Regions from separate parts of the Zea mays genome. Here all the other regions are linked to region 2. The links are chromatin contacts, called in public Hi-C maps. All regions are on one chromosome and are shown on one strand. Each heading gives the region's core, a stretch centred on a gene start, on an enhancer-like site or on the middle of the called end of the contact. The rest is flanking DNA. Distances are from core to core; before and after follow the strand shown. Region 1 overlaps LOC100274607 (beta-galactosidase 15). Region 2 holds the start of LOC100502303. Region 3 holds the start of LOC100280396. Region 4 holds the start of LOC100282032 (vacuolar ATP synthase 16 kDa proteolipid subunit).

Region 1 (4,680 bases), core at 2,054-4,553, 240 kb before region 2:
CCCTAAAATTAGACAAAATTAGACTAACAGAGGGAGATTCAGCCTTAAAAATACAATCATTTCTATGCTTCCATAAACTCCAGGCTCCTAACATGGTCATGGAGTTCAATCCTTTTTCTTTTCTCCTTACTGATTTATCTTGAAAGTCGAAACCTTTCTCCACCATTCAGCAAAATTATTATCTTGTTGTTTGGGGGCCAATGTTGAGAGGTTCAGAGTAGAGAACAGAGAAAACTAGACTTGTCTGGCAACCACACGAGAAGTTAATAGATGTTGGATGACCTCATCCTCTTGGGTAGTGTTTGGTTCCAGAGTATAGTAGAATGGAACCGCTCTGTTCTAGTACTAAGACCGTTTGGTTCGAATCAAAGTGGAAAGGAGCCGCTCTAATATAGGAATATTCTCTCAAGATGCCGGATCTCTAGGCTCCAAAAAAACAGTCGGACCCGAGCGCTCCAAAAAAAACAGACGCCCCTCACGGCTTCCTGTGCCCGCATTATATATATATATATAATTTATTTATTTAATATTTGACAAGAACGCATGTTTCCAAACGTAATATATATATGGTTATATTTAATATAATTATATTTGATATATATTGTCGGAGAGGGAATTCTCCGACCGGGTGGCGGAATGCACCCGCCCTAAATCCTAAAATGAGGAAGGGGCTTAAGCGTTTTGCCTGTCTTGCTAAGCGATCACCGAGCACATGAACACGCGAGGATTTAGAGTGGTTCGGGCCGCCGGAGCGTAATACCCTACTCCACTGTGTATTGGATTGCTGTGTAAGCTTGAGAGCTGAGAGTCTCTGTCTAAGTTTGGTCCCTCTTTTTCTCCCCCCCCCCCATTGTAACGTTGCATCCCTCCCCTTTTATAGCTAAGGGGGGCATGTACAAGGGTACTGAGCCCCAACATGTGGGCCCAGGAACATAACGGATGTAGTACTTAGAGCTACTAATGTTCACCGCTCGAGCAATCTTCTTGCGCCCTGACATCCGAGATCTGCGTAGTATCGGCGTGCAGGGGAAGCTTCTCGTATAAGGGATAATGGACACAGTGCGCCGCGCAGCACGGGCGCACTGTTTGACAATGGACTAAACAGGCGCGCCGTCTGTAGGATGGCCCTGGCGCCACCTGCCAGCGGAGTGGACAGGACGCATTAAATGCTGAGGGGGCACATCGCCTGTCAGCAGGGTGGACAGGCGGCGCGTCCTCTCCGCAATAAATGCAGAGACCGCGCGGCCTAGAAGCCTTACGTCAGGCCCCGCCCGCTGGCTTACGTCACGGGCAACAAGCCACGCGGCAGCAGCGGGTCTCCGCCTGAGCGGGGAGCGCAAGCGCATAGGATAAGGACTGACACGTGTCAGTACCGGTCCCTTGCTTATGCCAGGGTATCCCCTGTCCCGGGACCTCGTTGTGGCCCGGACCTTATTCAGAGGGATCTGGACCCCATCCAAGGGATCCGGCATGCTTACTTGGGAGTCCCGGACCGTAACCGGGGGTTCGGGTTGTGCGTACAGGGGTCCGGTGCTTCCTCGCGGAGGTCCGGTCCAACTAATACATCCTGGGATGTATCATCTTTTCTCGCCACGTGGTGCCCCTTGAGCCGTCCACGTGGTGGGGTCGGGCGCTGTTTACCGTGCGGCTAGAGATCGTCGTACTGGCACCACGTCTTCATACTGTAGTAAAGGGTACCCTTGATTCAGGGTACCGACATATATATATATATATAATAATAATAATAATAATAATAATAATAATATGGTGCCAAACATAGGATAGAGTCTTCACACTAGAACCAAACAGAAAAAAAGAGCGGCTCTGTTCTGATTGCCAAACACAGAATGGAGCCATTCCATACTCAGAATCTAGAATAGAGTCATTCCGTCCAAATAGGCTCTGGAACCAAACACTACCTTGATCACATTGGGAACATCTGTCTGGATGAGGCAGGCCTCTTCTAGTAAGCCGATTAGAAGTCCAACATCTATTTCTTCCAGCCAGCCACATAAACATCTTGCATTCAGCCACATAAACATCTTGCATTTGTTTGGTGCCCATGTTTTCCGGATTCTCTTCCATGGTTCAAAGGTAGTAGAACCCTCAAAGCATTTTTTTTCTCGAAAACTCAAAGCATGTGTTCTTCTAGACCTTATAAGATTTGAGTAAGGATCATTTTGTATTTCTGTATTAGAACAGTCAGTTTGCACTCTACGAGTTTGCAGATCACTGAGATGTTAGGCACCTTGTCGTTAAGTTAAATAATACATTTAAATGCACATATGGAAATATAACCTAATAAGCGCTTTGTTTCCTTTCAGGTACCACATACCACGCGAATGGTTGCAAGAGTCAGGCAATCTATTGGTACTCTTCGAGGAAACAGGGGGAGACCCATCTCAGATATCGCTGGAGGTTCATTACACCAAGACAATCTGCTCAAAAATATCTGAGACTTACTATCCTCCCCTTTCTGCCTGGTCACGTGCCGCCAACGGTCGCCCCTCAGTAAATACGGTAGCACCAGAGCTTCGCTTGCAGTGCGATGACGGGCATGTGATCTCGAAGATTACATTTGCGAGTTACGGGACCCCTACAGGAGGTTGCCAGAACTTCTCTGTAGGGAATTGCCATGCATCGACTACTCTAGACTTGGTGGTAGAGGTAAGTTTGACGAGCACCAACATGCATCTTGTAGACATAGACATATATCTGTTCTCAGCAACTTGGCCTCTGTTATCTCTGCACATGTTAATCCTGTATATGCGTCCATGAAACACAAATAAACAAAGGCAATGATTTCATTTGAAAAATCCACCAGACATCAAACCTGTAATACTCACTTTACTGTATTCCCAGGCCTGCGAAGGCAAGAACAGATGCGCGATCAGTGTTACCAACGAAGTATTCGGAGATCCATGCCGCAAAGTCGTCAAGGATTTGGCAGTTGAAGCCGAGTGCTCCCCGCCATCGGTTAACCAAGAACCTCGATACGATATATGATCACGGTACTGTATTGTGGTGCTCAGGTCTTGGTGGACGTTGCCGCAGCTTTGCAGGGCCGTGCACAATGGTCCTGCATCGTTGTCTCCTATACCTCTGCACCCATATTATATGTAAACAGTGACCTACATGTAAATCTAAAGAAGAGGAGGGATTGAAAAGAAATGAGATGGAAAAGGAATAAAGTTGCTTTTATTACAAATGGTCATTCCTGTGAACCGTCTGGCTTACTCCTGTAAGGGCCATTCCTTTGGACTTCGGTCTACTTTTGTTTCCCTGTTGACACTTCTTCCACCTGTAGGCGGTCGACCAACCGCTGGTGGTGGTGATGCCCTTTTGATTGAGCCCATGTGCATTCTCCTGGCTCGGCGTGGACAGAGGAAAGGAAAAAATTTATTCCGAATTATTGCCATAGTTTCGTTTCTAAAATGGGACACCTTAACCTTTTAACTCTTGAACCCATTCAAATTATCTTCCTGCTTTGGTTTGGACTCTGGAGTGGTTTTGTTCTTTTTGAATTTTTTGGTAAATATTTGGTAATATATTTAAAGCACAAAAGATCTCTAGGTTTTTTTTGTCCATGCCATTATATTTGGGTTTTTTACATGGGTGACCTTAGTTGTGACCAGGTGCTCAATTTTGCCCCTAGTCTGAGGAACTCCTCGTTTCTACCCTCCCACGTGTAAAAAAATATCATAACACTGCTTGGCCATCGTTTCCGTGACTCTGATGCCGTTACTGTGACCTGCATGTGGGCCCCGCGACCCCTCTCCATCCAAAATTCCCCAAATTCAATCTTTACTCGTCGGCCCTGACGCCCCTCCAAGCTTCCCACCGTCGGCGGCACCCGATGCCCTTCATCACCCCACTGCCGGTGGCACTGGGCTTGGCGCCCCCCCTCCCCCACCATCTTCTTCCCCACTGACGCGCTCCCGACGCCCTTCATCTCCCCACCGATGGCGGCACTTGGCTTGGCGCCCCCCTCCCCACGATCTTGTTCCCCACCGACGCGCTCCCGACGCCCCCGCCAAGCTCGCCTCCTCCCCATCGTCGTTTGCTCGGGGCTCGGCGCGCCTCCTCCCCACGTCGATACTGCTCGGCGCGTCTCTCGATCCAAATCGGCCAGCCTCATCTTCTCCCGATCCAAATCTGCCAGCCCCATCTTCCTCCTCGAATCGCCGAGAAGGACGCTCCTGTAGGCCGCATCCCTGCTCCCCCACGGATCCACGAAGCGGCAGCCTCTCCAGACGAGCTTCTTCTCCGACGCCGCAGCAGGCCTGGAGGAGCGTCTTCACCGTGGAGGAGCGCCCGCAGCAGGCCTGGAGGGCTTCTTCGTCGTGGGCCTCCTCTATGCCTGTGCCGCCCTGCTCCACGCCCCGTCTCCCTACACCCTACGCGCCATCTTCCTAGGCTCCGGCGTCCTCCTCCCTGCTCCCTACGCCCAGCCCCGTCCGCCCGACAACTGGCAGCACATCGGGCCTGTGCAGTGTGAAGGTCTTGACGAGTAGTCAAGCCGCGACACGCTACTCGCCCCTTCGAAGACGAACGGGATTTGGGGAGCACGAGCACCAACTCCACCCGCGACGTAAGTCACTTTCTCCTCCTCAAGCTTGCTGTTTCTGAGCTTGCAGACAACACTACGAAAAATTGGACACTGTGTGTGGTTCATTTCAG
Region 2 (5,383 bases), core at 728-3,227:
ACTGTGCTCAACATATACTACATCGTGTTTCACTAAACCATATAATCAGTAACATATTAGTTCAAGTCTAATGAATATTGTGCACAACAGTTCAAGAAGTCAAGGTTAACACACTCGAGGTTGACTAACAACATTGGTTACAATTATCTCTCTGGATACAGAAACCCTAACTCACCCCAAAACCAAATCAAGCGTAGCACATGTGGTTCAGCTGTGCAAGTGGCCCAAGCATCCAGCAGTCATCAGAGCCAAGGATAGCTACGAATCAAACCTGATCTGGGGGGCCGAGGTTCGTCTAGGATGGAATGAAGGCAGCACCAGTGTCCTTCAGGTCTTGTTGTGGTCAATGGATCTCAAACTCGGAGAAATCGTCCACGCCTCTAGATCCGGCGACGGCCTCAGATCTGAGGATTCGCTACAGGAAGGCCCACCTGAGGAGGCCAACGGTGGCGCATGGCCCGGCGAGGGCCACTGGTCCTGAATGGGCAGTGCTGGCGGCGGGCGGTACGACGAGTCTGGCCGGCACGACGGCGTGGCGGTTGGCGGCAGGAGCGAGTCGCCCTCGCCGACACCGACGGAATCGCCTTCCATGGTGACTGCGGAATCGCCTTCCGGGGCAGAGGGATACCCAATCCATGCACGGAATCGCCTTCCATGGTGACTGCGGACGCCACAACGCGGACGCGGACGCGGATCGAGGGCGGGGGCGACGATCCGGGGCAGAGGGGTACCTGTCGCGGACGCAGATTGAGGGCCGGCGCGGCGAGGGGGGAGGAAGGTGCCGACGGTGTGGGGCATCGTCCAAGACAGCGGCTAGGGTTTCATCGGAGGCCGACGCCTTCATCTCCATATCAGGCAATGGCGGCGGGATCCGGGCCGAGGAGGAGGCAGGCGCGTAGAGGGAGCGTGGCGAGTCTCGGGCGGGCGGGGGAGGAGGCGCAGGCACGGCGGTTGTCGCGGGGGAGCGTGAGCACGGCGGCGGGGGAGGCAGGGGTGGGTCGGGGTCTCGGGTGGAGACGCGGGCGACTTCAGAGAGACAGGCGCGGGGCACGGTGTCGCGGGGCAGAACCGTGCGCCATCCAGTGGTGTGGACGCCTACAATAGGCACATAATTAGTAGTAAAGATTTGGAGTTGCTCTTAGACCATTCTTAGCAGGAGTTTCATACTCATTAAATATGGTGACACATCATTATGTATGATGATATGACAATGTAATTTTGAGGAGAGAGACAAAGTGAGTTTTATGGGAGATGACAGCGGTTACCTAGTTGAAAGTCGATGTGGCAGCATTGGAAACCGTGTATGAAACTCATGACCAAGAATGGTCTTAGTCCTCTATATTAAAACTTAGGTCCAGTTTGGTTTCTCTCGATTACAAGAATATCCGTTCCACACAAAATGCAAGAAAAAATGCAGCAAGTGCTTGATAACCAGAGATAGTTTCTTGCGGCACATTATCCAAGGTGAAAAATTGTTAATGTTTTGTTCACCATACGAATTCTACAAGCCGGATTCAGAGACCGTGTAAAGTAGAGGATACGGCAATGTAGATGATAAATATTTAGTAAATTTTAAAAATGTCAGATGAGATAAAGAAATGGTAGGGCGCCACCTTATCTTATCCGCTCGTTTCACACCGGTGAAAAGCGTTAACGAAAACTCTCGCACCACCAAACTGAGCGAATGACACATGAGGCTGAACGTCCCGTTCCGTTGCACGGGCCCGCATAGCAGTGGAACAGCTAGATATCGCCTCCCGCTCCCATTACGGCAGTACGCTCCTACGCACCCGCTCACCTGCCTATCGCCCTGTGGGCGGGAACTCTGAAATTCGAAATCTGCGCCTCCTTCCGCTGCAAGCCTCCGCACCGCGGTCACCGCCACGGCGGCTCCACCGCGCTCACGCTTGCTGGCCCCACCGCTCAGTGTACGAATTACCGCTTGGCTATCTTCGAAGAACTAGCAGCAGTGCAGCACGCGGCCTCGGTCCCCCACCCGAGGAGCCGCCACGCACCCCCTGGGTCCCCTCCACCGCCCGCCGGCGTTCCCACTTCAATTCGCCCAGCGCCCCTTTCTCCTCCCGAAAGGCAGGGCAACCCTACAAAACGCTGTCTCGGCTTCGCCGTCCAGCGGAACAGTGTACGGGAGCAGTTCGTCGCGTGTGTCGCGTCGCGTTGCGTTGCGCCACCCACTAATTCGAACGGACGGGACTGGGATTCGAAATTTCGAACACGCGCCGCCTGAGAGAGAGAGAGAGAGTGAGAGAAAGAGAGAGAGAGAGCAGGAGAGATGGTCAGGCCTTTGTGATCTCCCGCGGGGCTGGAGGTGTGCGGGGATGGATCTCGCGGGGATGAAGCGGCGGGAGCTCCAGGCGCTCTGCAAGCGGCACGGCCTCCCCGCCGGGGGCACCAACGCCGACCTCGTCGGACGTCTCGACGCCGTGCTTTCGGTAAGGACCCCCGTACGGCAGTAATCCTCGTCGAGCCGCCAAGTGCTCGCGGAAACGCTCCGCACATTCGATTTGTTTTTTTTCTTAATGGAAATGTTTGGGGGCTACTGCTCTTTCTAACGCTGTTGTTGGGTTTTGCTTCCTTGCTCTCGCAGGGGCCCGCTGTTGTGGAGGAGGAGGTTGCCGGAGTGCCGGCGAGGAAGGGGTGTCTGAAGCAAACGGGCGGAGGTGCCACCGAGGCCAAGAAGGTTACTTTTGGGGCGGAGGTAGGGAAGGCCAGGAGACTGAGGTCTCGGGTCATATGGTCGCCGGTCGTTGCCAAGACAAGGGGGAAGTCTGCTCGAGCCGGTACTGATTCTGCTGCTGAAGACGGTATTTCTGCAGATGTGGGCGCTGATGTCCCAGTGAGGCGGTCCAGGAGGAATTCGTTCAATCCTGCCGAGGCTGAGGAAGCAGGAGAGGCTGTTGCTGTTGACAGGAAGCCCAAGCGCAAGAATCAGGAGAATGACGAGGGCGTTGCTGTTATCGCTCAGGCTAGAGTTACGAGAAGGTCAAATTTGGAGTGGTCTGCTACTGTATTGCCTCCTGCTGTTGAGAAGAAGAGAGGGAGGCAGAATGCAGCTGAGTCTGATGTGCAGAAGTCCGCTCTGGTGGAAGTAACAGCTAGGACTACAAGGTCTCGCTCAATCGTACCTGTTGTGGTGCCACCCACTGTGGTTGAGAACAAGAGGAGGAAGACTGGAGATCCACAAACAACTGTAGAGTTGACTATGCTTTCAGATGTGCCCAGAAGTGATTTTCCTGCCACCAGGTCTTTAAGGAACAAAATTGTCCACGTTAACAACAGCGTCGTGGACGAAACTCACACTACCAGGCAGTTGGAAAACAAGATGCGTCCGTCTACTCGTAGGCATCAACAGGTTGCATCTTCTCCGGAGGATAAAGGTCAAAAAATTCCTGCTACCAGTAAGTCCCCTCTACTGAGGTGGTCACGGAGAAACTATTCTGAGGCCAATAGTGCAAATTCAGTAAACATCAAATTGGCCAAAGACTCGAGCACAGCTCAGCCATTGGCACACCATAATTCTCATTCTGAAGATTTGGAGAAACAACCAGCAGTTAAAGAACCAATTAAACGGTCAACACGTAAATCTATTGCTTTGGCTGCACTTGAGAAAGAGAAGGATGTAATTGAAGGAAAGAACCCTGAAGCACATGTTAGGCGATCAACGAGGAAATCAGTTGTGCAGGTTAAAGATACCAAAAGTATTGTTGAAGAGACTCAATATGCTAACAGTGAAGATGTGGCGAAGCAACCAGCAACTAAAGGACCTGCTAGGGGGCTGAGACGTAAATCTGTTATCACAGAATTGCATGAGAAAGAGAAGAGTCTCATTGCCGAAAAGAACATGGAAACAGATGAAGCGATATTAACGCGGAAGCCTGTAATCCCAGTTAAAAATATTAAAGCTGTTGGTGAAGGAATTCAAATTGGTAAGGGCAAAGATGTGGATAAACAATTTGTTGTGAAGCAACCTACTAGGCGATCATCGCGCAAATCTGTGCTGCCTGATATGCTTGAGAATAATAGTGGACTTCTAGCACCCAAAATGAATGCTGAGATGAATGTTAGGAGATCAACACGGAAGTCTGTTCTTCCTGACATGCATAATGAGAAGCAAGATCACCATAAAATGGCTAGAAATGAGAACTTGCAAAGTGGTAAATATCAAGATGGTGAGAAGCAACAGAAAGTAAAAGATTCTATTAGGCAATCAAGGAGATCTATCGCTACAGTGCTACTTGAGGGACAAAATAATGATGAAGGAAAAAAGTTCAAAAATCCTACGAGGAGGACAACACACAAATCTCATGCCCTTAATGCAGTTGAAGAGGTCAGCATGGATCACATTGAAGTTGGTGAAGAAGGCTTGAAATTGAGGAAGCGCAGTAGGTTTTTGCTGGAAATATCATCTTCAGCTAATGTTTCCTGGAAGCATCAGAATGCACAGATCTCTAATGAAAAAGATAACACAGAAGGATCGCAGCAGGCATCAAATTGCACAACTTCAAAGAGAAGGTCTTCAAAGAAGAGACGAACAACTGCTCCAGAAGAAGTGATGCCTTTCAAGGTGGCAAATGATGACATAGTTATCATGGAAGAAACAAAGGACACACTTGAATATAATAATGAGTCTAGTAGTAAAGTTCAAGAAATTTGTCAGGTTAATGCTGCAAGAGAAGAGTTCTCTTCAGGTCCATTGCTTGTAACAGTAGCTCCTAGTGACGAAATTTGCACAGTGCAGAGTGTAGCTGTGGTGATACCTGGGTCAGAATCTGGTGACGATGCAAATCAAAGTTCTGATAAGAGTAAGCAACCTCAGGAACATTCTGTCACTCAAACTGTTGATGACCATTTATCTGAAACAAGAAGTGGGAAATTAGATCAATCAACATGCATCACAGGATTAGTCTCTGACAATTGTGTTGTCTCAGAGGACAAAACATTGATGAGTGAAGGTGAGGTCAACATTTGGTGGTAATGGCATACTAGTTGTTAATTTATTCTCTGCATAGCCAAATCTATAGGCTTTAATTATGTTTAAGTTATATGGCATCACAATTGTATTATTATTTTTTGATCTTCTTTGGATGCTGGAAAGCTGGCATATTAATACCCTATTGATTTTGTGATGTTGTAATTAGCTTTGTCCATTATTGTCATGTTATATACTCAAAGGGAGACTTTGTTGGTCCAAAATCACCAAATGGTTTATCAATTAGTTTCATTGTCGCAGACCGTGAAGAGCAAAGCCCTGTGTCCGGAGAACAGAGAGTTAGCTTGGAAGCAAATGCCAATGAGCCTGAGGAAAAGAACCTAGCTAACGTCACATCAACTGATCTCCACACCAAAAGTCTGCAGCATGATATTG
Region 3 (5,047 bases), core at 893-3,392, 140 kb after region 2:
CTATGCTAAAGGACAAAAGTACGGTACAACGACACTAGTTTCAAAGAACAAGAAAGCTTATTAGCATCACAATGGAATTGAACATATGTAAATCAGTTGTATTACCTTTTGTATATGCACGGACATTATTTCTTGTTGATACATTCAACTTTGAAACGTTGAACAAAGAATCCGCAGTTGGGATTATTCTTACATGGAATCCAGGAAGGTCTACAATTTCGGTCGCTGCACCAATGGAATGGAAGTTAAAAGAATGAGGGGAGCAAAATGACAAAAATGTCACTTGCAGAAGTATCCAATGTTTTCAAGTCGTCCCTATTAATCATGATTAGTCGCAATTAATCGTCCAAGTCGGTTTGGAACAATCGCGATTAATTACCAAGTCGTCCGACTAATTGTGATTAATCGCGATTAATCGCCCAAGTCGGCCAGCCAGAACGACTAGCAAGTCGTCCGACTTGAAAACATTGGAAATATCAGATTCGAGTGCGCCAATGATGTGAAAAAAGGGGAAGGTTGATAGAAGAATAACCTGGATATACATGAAGCACGGGCTTTCGAGCCTCATCTTGGAGGGTAGACCATGAAACTTTGCGGATTAATTTAGAGCACCTCAAGTTTTTCTCGACGACACAGAGGTAAAGACACCTCTTTGCATGGTACCGGTGATTTAGGAAATCCTTCTCGTGGAAGCATTCCTGTAGTAAATGCATACAAAGCAAATCACACAACAATCTAAAACCAAAATTCTGTTTAATCGCTTCCAAAAACAGCAGTCTTGATTCTAGTTGGAAAGCAAGATAAAAGCATGAGAAGAATCCTCTTGGTAACCATAGCAAGCTCATTTTCCATTAGAATACCCACTACCCAGAGACTTATGAATTCTGAATGGTGCATTCCATGTTAGGCATCTTCACAGCCCTAACATGTTAATTCTGTTTCAAATGACATTGGTGAAATTTGAATCTTTTTTGTAATAGGATATTCAGATGATTTCTTTTGTTAAGGACCAGTCTTTGTAAGCTGGTCACCCCAGCAGACCAGCAGTTGTACCAAACTAGTTGCTGAGAGAACTCTTTTTGGAAAAAGAAAAGATTGATAAAAGGAAGTTACCTTGATTGAACATTGAGGCATCACTTATTCTACTTATAATCTTTCTAACAAACAATATTTTGCTGAGAAGATTTGATTGAACAATTTAGCATAGCTCAGCAGATATATGTCAATCAAATAAAACTAAATGTTTGTGAAGAAGGAAAACTAGTGTCACCTAGAGTAAACGTAGAGAAAATCCATACTTCCCAACAACACTTTCCCTTCAGTTTATTTGAGTATAAGAAGTACAATCGAATATAAGCACCTCTACCGCTGGGATTTGTTTGACAGCAGGCACATTGTACCAAGCAAAAATAAACAAGAACAAAGGCTTCATATCAACTGAAGTAAACAGAAAGAAAATGTTTAACGAACAAGCTGTGCGTTGGACAATAACGTAACCACTACGATGACATTGTTGTTTTAACCGGAAAGCATACATTCTTTATCAGATGACAATCCTGAAAGGTATAAACATAACGCTAGAAATTTGGAATGTAGAATGGACATCGCCCATCTGCCACAGTGGCATAACCACGGCAAAGAATCCCATGAAAAATAAACAACTCCTCTGTTGACGGTAATACAAAACAAGTTACTGGGAGTGAATCAAGCAGGCGATGAGGCGAATGCGAAGAACGCCGCATACCTTTGGCAAGCGTACGAGGAGGTCGGCAGCGACTTCGGGCCTCGCGACCGCGCCGGCCGCGTGGCTCCCGGCGAGACGCACCACCTCCGGCGGACGGAAGGTGAAGGAAAGCTTCTCGGTTTCCAGTCCCAGGTCCCTCAAAAAACCCCGCGCGGCCTCCGGCGTCGCTTGCTGCTGTGGCACCCTCTTGATGAGCTCCGCGACGGCGTCAACGGCCTCGGCGGCGGCGAGCATGGCCGCCGCGCTCGGCCGAGCTTGCTCCACGAGCGCGGAGAGCTTGCGATCGATGGAGTGCTCGGAGGCGACGGTGGCGGCCATGGTTGGCTTCGGTGATCGCCGGCGGGAGGAAAGGCCAGTGCGGTCGCGGGTTTAGGGTTTAGCCATAGCCACGCCTGTTTTGGAATGAGAAATACCACTATAGGGTCCAAAAGGAAAAAGGAAGGCCCATGAATGAAGCACGTGAGGTCCGACTCTTGTATGGTGGGGCGGTCCGGCCCAACAGGAAGAATTTGATTGGACACGTCGGTTTTAGGGCACTCTCTATACTTAGAGCATCTACAAATAGTGTGTTCGGTTTGAGGAATGGAGTGATCCATTTCTTCTCACTCCTCACTTTTTTATTTGGTTTGTGGAATAGAATGGGTTCATCCATCACCACCTCATTCCTCATAAGCTAATAATTAGTATATAGATGAGGAGTGGGTTGATTCCACCAAAATTGATGGAATGAACTTATGATGCATCACCTCATGAAGTATAGAGTGACTCCACAAACCAAACACACTAAAAAGCTCCCCAAAAGTCTCCCCTAAATCTAGTTTTTTGGAAAAAAAATACAAAAACATGTCTCTAACAGTTTCTCTAAAGCGCTCCCAACTTTTTATAACCCTTAAAACTCCCTCATTTGTAGCTACAAATAAAGGGTTTTTTGGGCTTCCCGGAAACAATCTGCCGCTTTAAGAGGTCTGTTGGAGAAATGATTAAAATCTACCTACACTAATTATTTAGATGTCCCTTAAGACTGACTTTGAGGAGTCATTTTCTGGGACCTCTTGGAGATTCTCTTATATATACTACTCTATTAAGAACCTAATATGGCCACCTTGTGCTACACAGCTTCACCCTCACCACACCTAGCGTCCGCAAAAAATAGTGCAAAGCGAGCATTCCAACTCACTCTCTATTCCATAAACTTGGGGCTAACCATCAGACCACACATACATTAGTGTTTAGAAATAAACAATAATTATATTTGTAGTCTAGGCACCGCTCCCACGCTCTCCCGGCTCGTAGCAACGCACGGGCACATGCCTAGTAATCTATTAAAAAATTAATGTGGGCCCACGCTACCACACCGTGCAAAAATAGTGCAAAAAAGTATCACACCCGGGTTTTAGGGACGCAGACGTGAGCATAATCACCAAGTATGCTAGGACCAAGTCTTACACATATGATGAATCATGGTACAGAAACGAACATCACATCTTTACTATATAATAGGAGTTCTATACAAGATAGTTAAATATTTACATCATACGAAGACAACGATCCAGCAACCACAGTTGACTGGGAGACGACGGCCTAGACCACTCACGAACTCATCGCAGCATCATTCATGTGTCTCATCCTGCGGTACCTGTTCTTGACCTGGGGTTATGAGACAGCAAGGGTGAGCTCACATGCATTTATCGCTCGATAAGTCGTGGAGAATAATTTGCATGAACTCGCCACAGGTGGGAGCTAATGTGAAGTATAAGGCTTACCCAAGAGGATGGTTAAAGTTGAGTATTGCTTTTAAAGTTGGTCAAAATTTTATTAGCAGTTACTAAGTATAAGTAGATACCAAACCAGAGTAATAATAGATCAAAAATAATAGTAAACCACAAGGCGATGCAAATGACAAATTGAATTAAATTTCATAAATTAATCATGCAAGAGTCTTGAGCTGCTCATGACCACGAGCTCGGCTAGTATACCAGTTTTACACTCTGCATAGGCGGTACCCTTTACCCACAAGTCATGTTACACATCTGCCACGGGGTTGTACGGGCCCATACACCTCTACCAAGGAAGCGAGGCAGGGTAACACTACGAGGCCTTTACAAAGTTCCACTAGCTTCCGAAAACCCGCTACAGTTCTAGGAAGAGCAATGCAGTAATCCCCCGTCTGACCGCCATCACAGCAAAATCAACCCGGAAACCTCCCTACACCCCTACTCCCCTACTGCCCTTGCCCTTTCGGGTAAGGTAGTCTTGAACTAGCTTTCCTAGTTAGTCAGCCAAGGGCGTCCCATTCCACCCTTGTGGCGGCACGTGTTTCTCAAGTTAAGCTTGATATTCCAATTAGTATAATGATCTTGTCACGAACAATAAGTAAAACAACAATATAATTGGAACATGATCATAATGTAATATTAATCCTAAAACCATATAGAGCAATAGCAAAGACTACCCAAAAGTTCAAGGATAAACAAGGTGTAATGATGGCCAAACTAGGTGATCTATTGGGTCCCATCAAAATTAAGTCTATGCATGGTAAAATAATTATAAAGAACATAAATGGGTAAATAAAAGTGATCAACGGCACAACTTACCTGGGACTTGAGATTCTAGGTACCAGGATGATCTTCAGATTTTCGTGACCTCACTGTTATTCGTAGCAATACAAACAAACAGTGTAGAGGCAAAATTAACAACACACAAAACATAAGCACAAACTACATAATAATATTCTACATGTCGTAACGAGATCGTGGGCTCGAGAATTATTAATTTCGAAGTTACGATTATACAGATATGATTTTCTAAAGTATTAGGTGATTAAATAGTGAAAATATATATTCTACGTTGATTAATACTCAGCAGGTGCGAAAATATCACAAAGAAATAGCCCATTCAATATTAGTCTAAGCTATAACTTGATTATAGATATTTTAGTCAAGTTATAGATGGTTCGAATTAACCTGTTACATTAATCTTTAGATTAGAGGAGTTACTTTAATGAACATGGATTAAACAAATTATTTATTTATTTATTTTAACAACATGTTGCATGATAAAATAATGTTACAAAAGTGTAGGTTATAATATTACGAAGTTAATGCAACTGGAATGGGTTGATTTGGAGTTGAAACAAAGAAATTGTGGATTTATAAAGTTTTCTAGAATTGTTTCTACATTATAAATCACTTTCCATATATTTTATAATCCATTTCCCTGTTTTGTCGCAACTAAGGGTGGCGGCCACTAATAGTTAAGAGTTCAGGGGCTAACGTGTAAGAAAATCGGACCAGTTTTAGATAT
Region 4 (4,752 bases), core at 2,040-4,539, 200 kb before region 2:
AGGTGCATATACGTGTGAAGATTTTAACCCACGAGTGCACCCGACCCAAAGTTTTGTGGTTATGAGTGCGGGTTTCTATTTCAACCCACACCGCATGGGACCCAAAATTTGGTTCTTTCTTTATTTTGCGCAAAAATGATTAAGATATAATAGTAATTATTTTGAATAAGTAACTTGGCTATTAATTCATGAAATGTTTTGTTGCTGCTCAATGTGAGAAGTCTTAAAATATGTAGATATAATTCAATTATTGTTGGTACTTAATTGATTATAGCTGAATTATTGTTTAAAAGTGTATATTGAGTAAAACCCGCGAGTGACCTGGAACCTACCTGAAACCTGATGGGTGTGGGTGCGATCGTGGGCTGGTTTCTGTAGACTTCACGGGCGCGATCGCGGGCGGGTTTTTGCTCCACCCAACTCGAACCCGACCCGTTGCCATCCCTGCCAACCATTTAGTGTAATTAGTTTTGTAATTTTTTGGTGTTGTCACTTATCGGCTTGCATGGAGCAAAATATTGCTCGGATAAAATACCTCTTTTTCTGCTAAAAAATAAGAAAACTTCTCAAATGTTTCTTATTTGTTTTCCCGTCCAAAAGACTCTAGGGTTTGTTTGGTTGAACTATAGATTCCTAAAAATTTGATTCTAGTTATGAACTATAAAAAAGTTGTTGTAGGTTGACGATTATGAAAAAAACTAAAATTTATTTGGCTGAAACAACTCTCAACTATATATTTTATAAGAGAATGATAGTTTGTAACATGAATAACAAAAATCTAGAAAATGTATGGTAGAAAGTGATTCTGAATTGAACTAAAGAAATCTATAGATTTTTAGCAATCTATTTGAGATTTTTAGATTTTTGGCAATGAATTTGATTCAGAAAGCTAAATCAAACACATACTACGAGTCTGTTTGGGTAAAATGTTTCTCAAAACCATGGTATTATAATACTATACTTTATAATTATCATGATAATACCGTAGTTTTGGCTAACTCCAAAAATATCATGGTTTTGAAAAATATTGTTTGGATACAACATTGTAAACTATGGTATTAGACTAATGCTAGACATGCCATGAAAACTTTGGATTGGAGTTGAGTTTACAATACTCCAAAAATATCATGGTATGTACAATACCATAGTTTTGAAAACAGATTTTTCAGAATATAACCAACACCTTATAACATAAAATATTATAGTAATACTAAAAACCACGATATTTTCAAATACAAAAATACTTCACCTCTAAACAGTCTCTACGTGCTACGTCCCTACTCTCTACGTGCGTGTGGGGCCGCCTATTCTGACATGTGGGCTGTTGTCAGCGGCTTGGACGCGTGGTGCACGTGGGCGCATGCGGCGAGCCACACATGTGGCACCAAAACCTCCACCTCCAGTTGTTGTCCTTGTTCCGACAGCACTGCACAAGTTTGAGTTACCACACTTGGACTTATATTTGAGGTAGATCTAATTACTCCTTTTACTCCAGCTTACAAAGTCCTGACTAGTCACAGGCCAATCCATCCGATGTATAAGATTATTTCTGAGTTAATTTTTTATAATGGCAATGGCGCATGATGTACCAACATATTGAGAAGTATCTTCTACTTTTATTGTTTTCTCTAACTAACACGGTGACTTCTAGGTTTACAAAATTGATGTGATACTTGTTTTTATTAGTTAAATATTATCAACATGGAAATAAGTTTTCTATAAACATGTGTTCTCGAGAATAAACAAATACAATTATGATCACCGTAGAACTTCGCTTTTAAAATCCAAAAGAGCTTACTAAACCATTTAAGTTAAACTAGCAAAGTGCTCGTACCTTATTACGGTTTATAATTTTTATTATAAGTATAAAGTATAAAATATAAAGATATGTATGCTTTATTGATTAGTTGAGTGTGAATGTGAGGTTGGAGCCAACAACTACGGTTCAATTCAAATCCCAATTTATACATAATTTTAGTTTTTTTACTATTTAAATGTAGGAATGTAGTGAGTTAATTAAATATTAGAAATAATTCAAAGGGTAGAAGGGGGTACTATTAACTTATCTCTCATGTTATTTTACATGGTCCTATGAAAGTCAAAACTTCTCACCCTACAACCACCAATAGACGTGATGTAAAATATAATGATATAGGTTGTCTACTTATCTCTTAGCAAAGTGCCCGTACATTGCTATGATTTTCAATTATATTTGAATATAAAATATGTGTGCTCTGATGGCTAGATGAATGTGAATATGAGTTTAAAGTTAACAACCATGGTTTAAGTCTCCAATTTATGCATAATTCTTATTATTTTTACTATTTAAATATGAGGGACGGGGCAATGGAAACCGTGTAACTAGAAAAAACGGTGATTTAATACAATAGAGACCACACAATATATACTAAACACCCATTTTACCTAACAACAAATGTGCTTTCCCCTATTTTAGCTAAAATCTAAGAGGACTAAGTTGAATGTGAACCAAATTACTCTTGATTTTTCATCTTTTTTACATTCACGTCACATATTTACCTAAGGGCTGTTTGTTTGAGATTATAATATGTCTAGATTATATAATCCAACAAATTTTGAATAAATGTTAGTTTAAAATTTGTTGGATTATATTATGATATTATCTGGTCAGATTATAATTTTAAACAAACACCCTTTAACTCTATATATTAATGTAATGAAAACATGACGTATCTAGCGGACATCTAATATTCCTATTGTACCCAAATTGAAAAATCTCAAAAAATAGATTTCTTATATGTTATAAAATAGATTTTAATATCCGATGCACCTGGCACAATATGTATTCCACTCTAAATCTTAGTAAAAAAATATAATTATCTATATTCGAAATCTAAGTATCCGTATTCGAAATTTGTAATATGTTCGTATTTTTTTCATCTAGTTTCATCTTCAGTAAAATACATCTGGTCCTTAAACTTGTTGCTCTGCGTTATTCTGTTCCACAAACTTTTAAAATTGTGTCGGTACGTTTCTTAATCTCTAGGATCTCAGTTAAGTCCAAACGGCTCGTGGTTAATATATGAACCCCACATATCAACATGTGCATCGGTGAAAGAGAACCGAAAAAATGAGAGAAAGGAGATACAGATGCTCATACGGGTCTATATGTTAATCACGACCTGTTTAGATCTAACTAAGACCAAACAACGATTAATAACTGAACTAACACATTTTAAAAGTTTGGATCTAACAAGTTTAATAACTCAAAATGTATTATACTCTTTCATCCTTTCTATTTTTCCACACACACAGATGCCCCTCCCCGGTGGCAGGGTAAAACAGTACTTGTCCCGCCCCACGTCGCAGCGCCGTGTCCCTCTCGCCTTCTTCCCCACCCCACCCTACCCTGGCACCCACGCGCTCTTCAGATCAGATCGGCAAGGCCAATCCCGAGCAGTGGTGCGAAACCTCGAGCGCTCGCGCCGGTGACCATAACAAAGAGGAAGCCGCGGTAGCACTGGTAGCGGCAGCAGTAAGGGGGAGATGTCGTCGGCGTTCAGCGGCGATGAGACCGCCCCTTTCTTCGGCTTCCTTGGCGCCTCCGCTGCGCTCGTCTTCTCATGTACGTGCGCCGCCTCCTCGTCCTCACGTGTTATACTTTCGGTTGCATTGTTTCTTTCCGAATTTGAGTGGGGAAAAGGTTGGAGCCGATCCCGTCCTTTGCTCCGTAGTCCGATCTGCCACGATTCAGAGATTGGCGGTGCGATACTTGACGCGCGCCAGACCATTGTGTTATTTGATATGTTTTGAGAAATAAATGGAACATCAATTGAGAGAATTTGGGTTGGATCCATGTGGCTGGGACGTGTGAGGGCGAAATTTTTGGTGGTGAATGACATGATCTCCCTCTGTGTATGTGTGTGGCTCGCAGGCATGGGGGCGGCGTACGGGACAGCCAAGAGTGGCGTCGGCGTGGCGTCCATGGGTGTCATGCGCCCAGAGCTCGTCATGAAGTCCATCGTGCCCGTGGTCATGGCTGGTGTGCTCGGTATCTACGGCCTCATCATCGCCGTCATCATCAGCACTGGGATCAACCCCAAGGCCAAGCCATACTACCTCTTTGACGGCTATGCCCACCTGTCGTCTGGCCTTGCCTGTGGTCTTGCTGGGCTTGCTGCAGGCATGGCCATTGGCATCGTTGGTGATGCTGGTGTCAGGTGAAGACAATTGCTTTATCATATTGTGATATGCTTTGATGGTTTGGCTGATAATATGTTGGTAAATGCAGTAGTAATGGCAGGCACTTCTAAACCTCCATGTTGTCAATACGTGTTTGTAGACGAGTTTCTCTTCTATTGAAATACTTGATTTTTTAAAAAGGTCAAGTGAATATTACATTTACATCTGAAATGTTGTCTGGGGCTCTGGATTAAATAGGAGTTATTTCATATGCCTCAAATCTCACTTGACCTTTTGCATATTTATACCTTGACCACTTTCTAGTTAAGAATTTTGATAATGGTAAAATTGGACATGACTTTTAAAGGCAAACACCATATTTTATCGCACCATTGACATAAACCAAGCTTATTTGAGGTGTTTATACTTTATAGCTAGTTCGTTGATAAGCTGAAGTTGAACCTATGCTAGCTTGTCTATGCTGTTCATAGTGGTCCACTATTAATGTCATGACTACCATAGCAATCAAATCAGGAAGCTATCCTGTTTCTTATTGGTAACCATTGTTTCCTCTAGAAATTTAGTTTATAG

The links. A called contact is a pair of places that touch in the nucleus more often than the background predicts.
Region 1: a Hi-C map of ear shows a contact between it and region 2, with 2.4 times the contacts expected there. The contact joins the enhancer-like site here to the promoter of LOC100502303 in region 2. A contact is called at or near these places in 3 of 25 Hi-C or Micro-C datasets (bundle sheath, ear and leaf).
Region 3: a Hi-C map of an unstated tissue shows a contact between it and region 2, with 2.9 times the contacts expected there. The contact joins the promoter of LOC100280396 here to the promoter of LOC100502303 in region 2. A contact is called at or near these places in 5 of 25 Hi-C or Micro-C datasets (ear, endosperm, leaf and 2 more).
Region 4: a Hi-C map of tassel shows a contact between it and region 2, with 2.5 times the contacts expected there. The contact joins the promoter of LOC100282032 here to the promoter of LOC100502303 in region 2. A contact is called at or near these places in 4 of 25 Hi-C or Micro-C datasets (ear, leaf and tassel).

Annotation. Positions count from the first base shown.
Region 1 is chr3:143,078,643-143,083,322 of Zm-B73-REFERENCE-NAM-5.0, forward strand. LOC100274607 (beta-galactosidase 15) reads left to right here. Exons shown (of 19, transcript XM_008676212.4): 18 at 2,325-2,667; 19 at 2,863-3,265. The coding sequence ends at 3,006. It also overlaps the pseudogene LOC109945109. Among protein-coding and RNA genes, the nearest start is that of LOC109945110, 28 kb to the right of the region's middle. Within about 2 kb of position 3,304, at least 13 of the 20 cell types and tissues checked have an H3K27ac peak or open chromatin away from gene starts, as enhancers often do. A contact at or near this core is called in ear, where this site is marked.
Region 2 is chr3:143,315,746-143,321,128 of Zm-B73-REFERENCE-NAM-5.0, forward strand. LOC100502303 reads left to right here and starts at 1,978. Exons shown (of 26, transcript XM_020549992.1): 1 at 1,978-2,450; 2 at 2,606-4,970; 3 at 5,249-5,383. The coding sequence starts at 2,337.
Region 3 is chr3:143,459,054-143,464,100 of Zm-B73-REFERENCE-NAM-5.0, forward strand. LOC100280396 reads right to left here and starts at 2,143. Exons shown (of 25, transcript NM_001348338.1): 1 at 1,745-2,143; 2 at 533-698; 3 at 106-225. The coding sequence starts at 2,062.
Region 4 is chr3:143,112,294-143,117,045 of Zm-B73-REFERENCE-NAM-5.0, forward strand. It overlaps LOC100282032 (vacuolar ATP synthase 16 kDa proteolipid subunit), which reads left to right and starts at 3,290. Exons shown (of 3, transcript NM_001317913.1): 1 at 3,290-3,604; 2 at 3,914-4,199. The coding sequence starts at 3,526.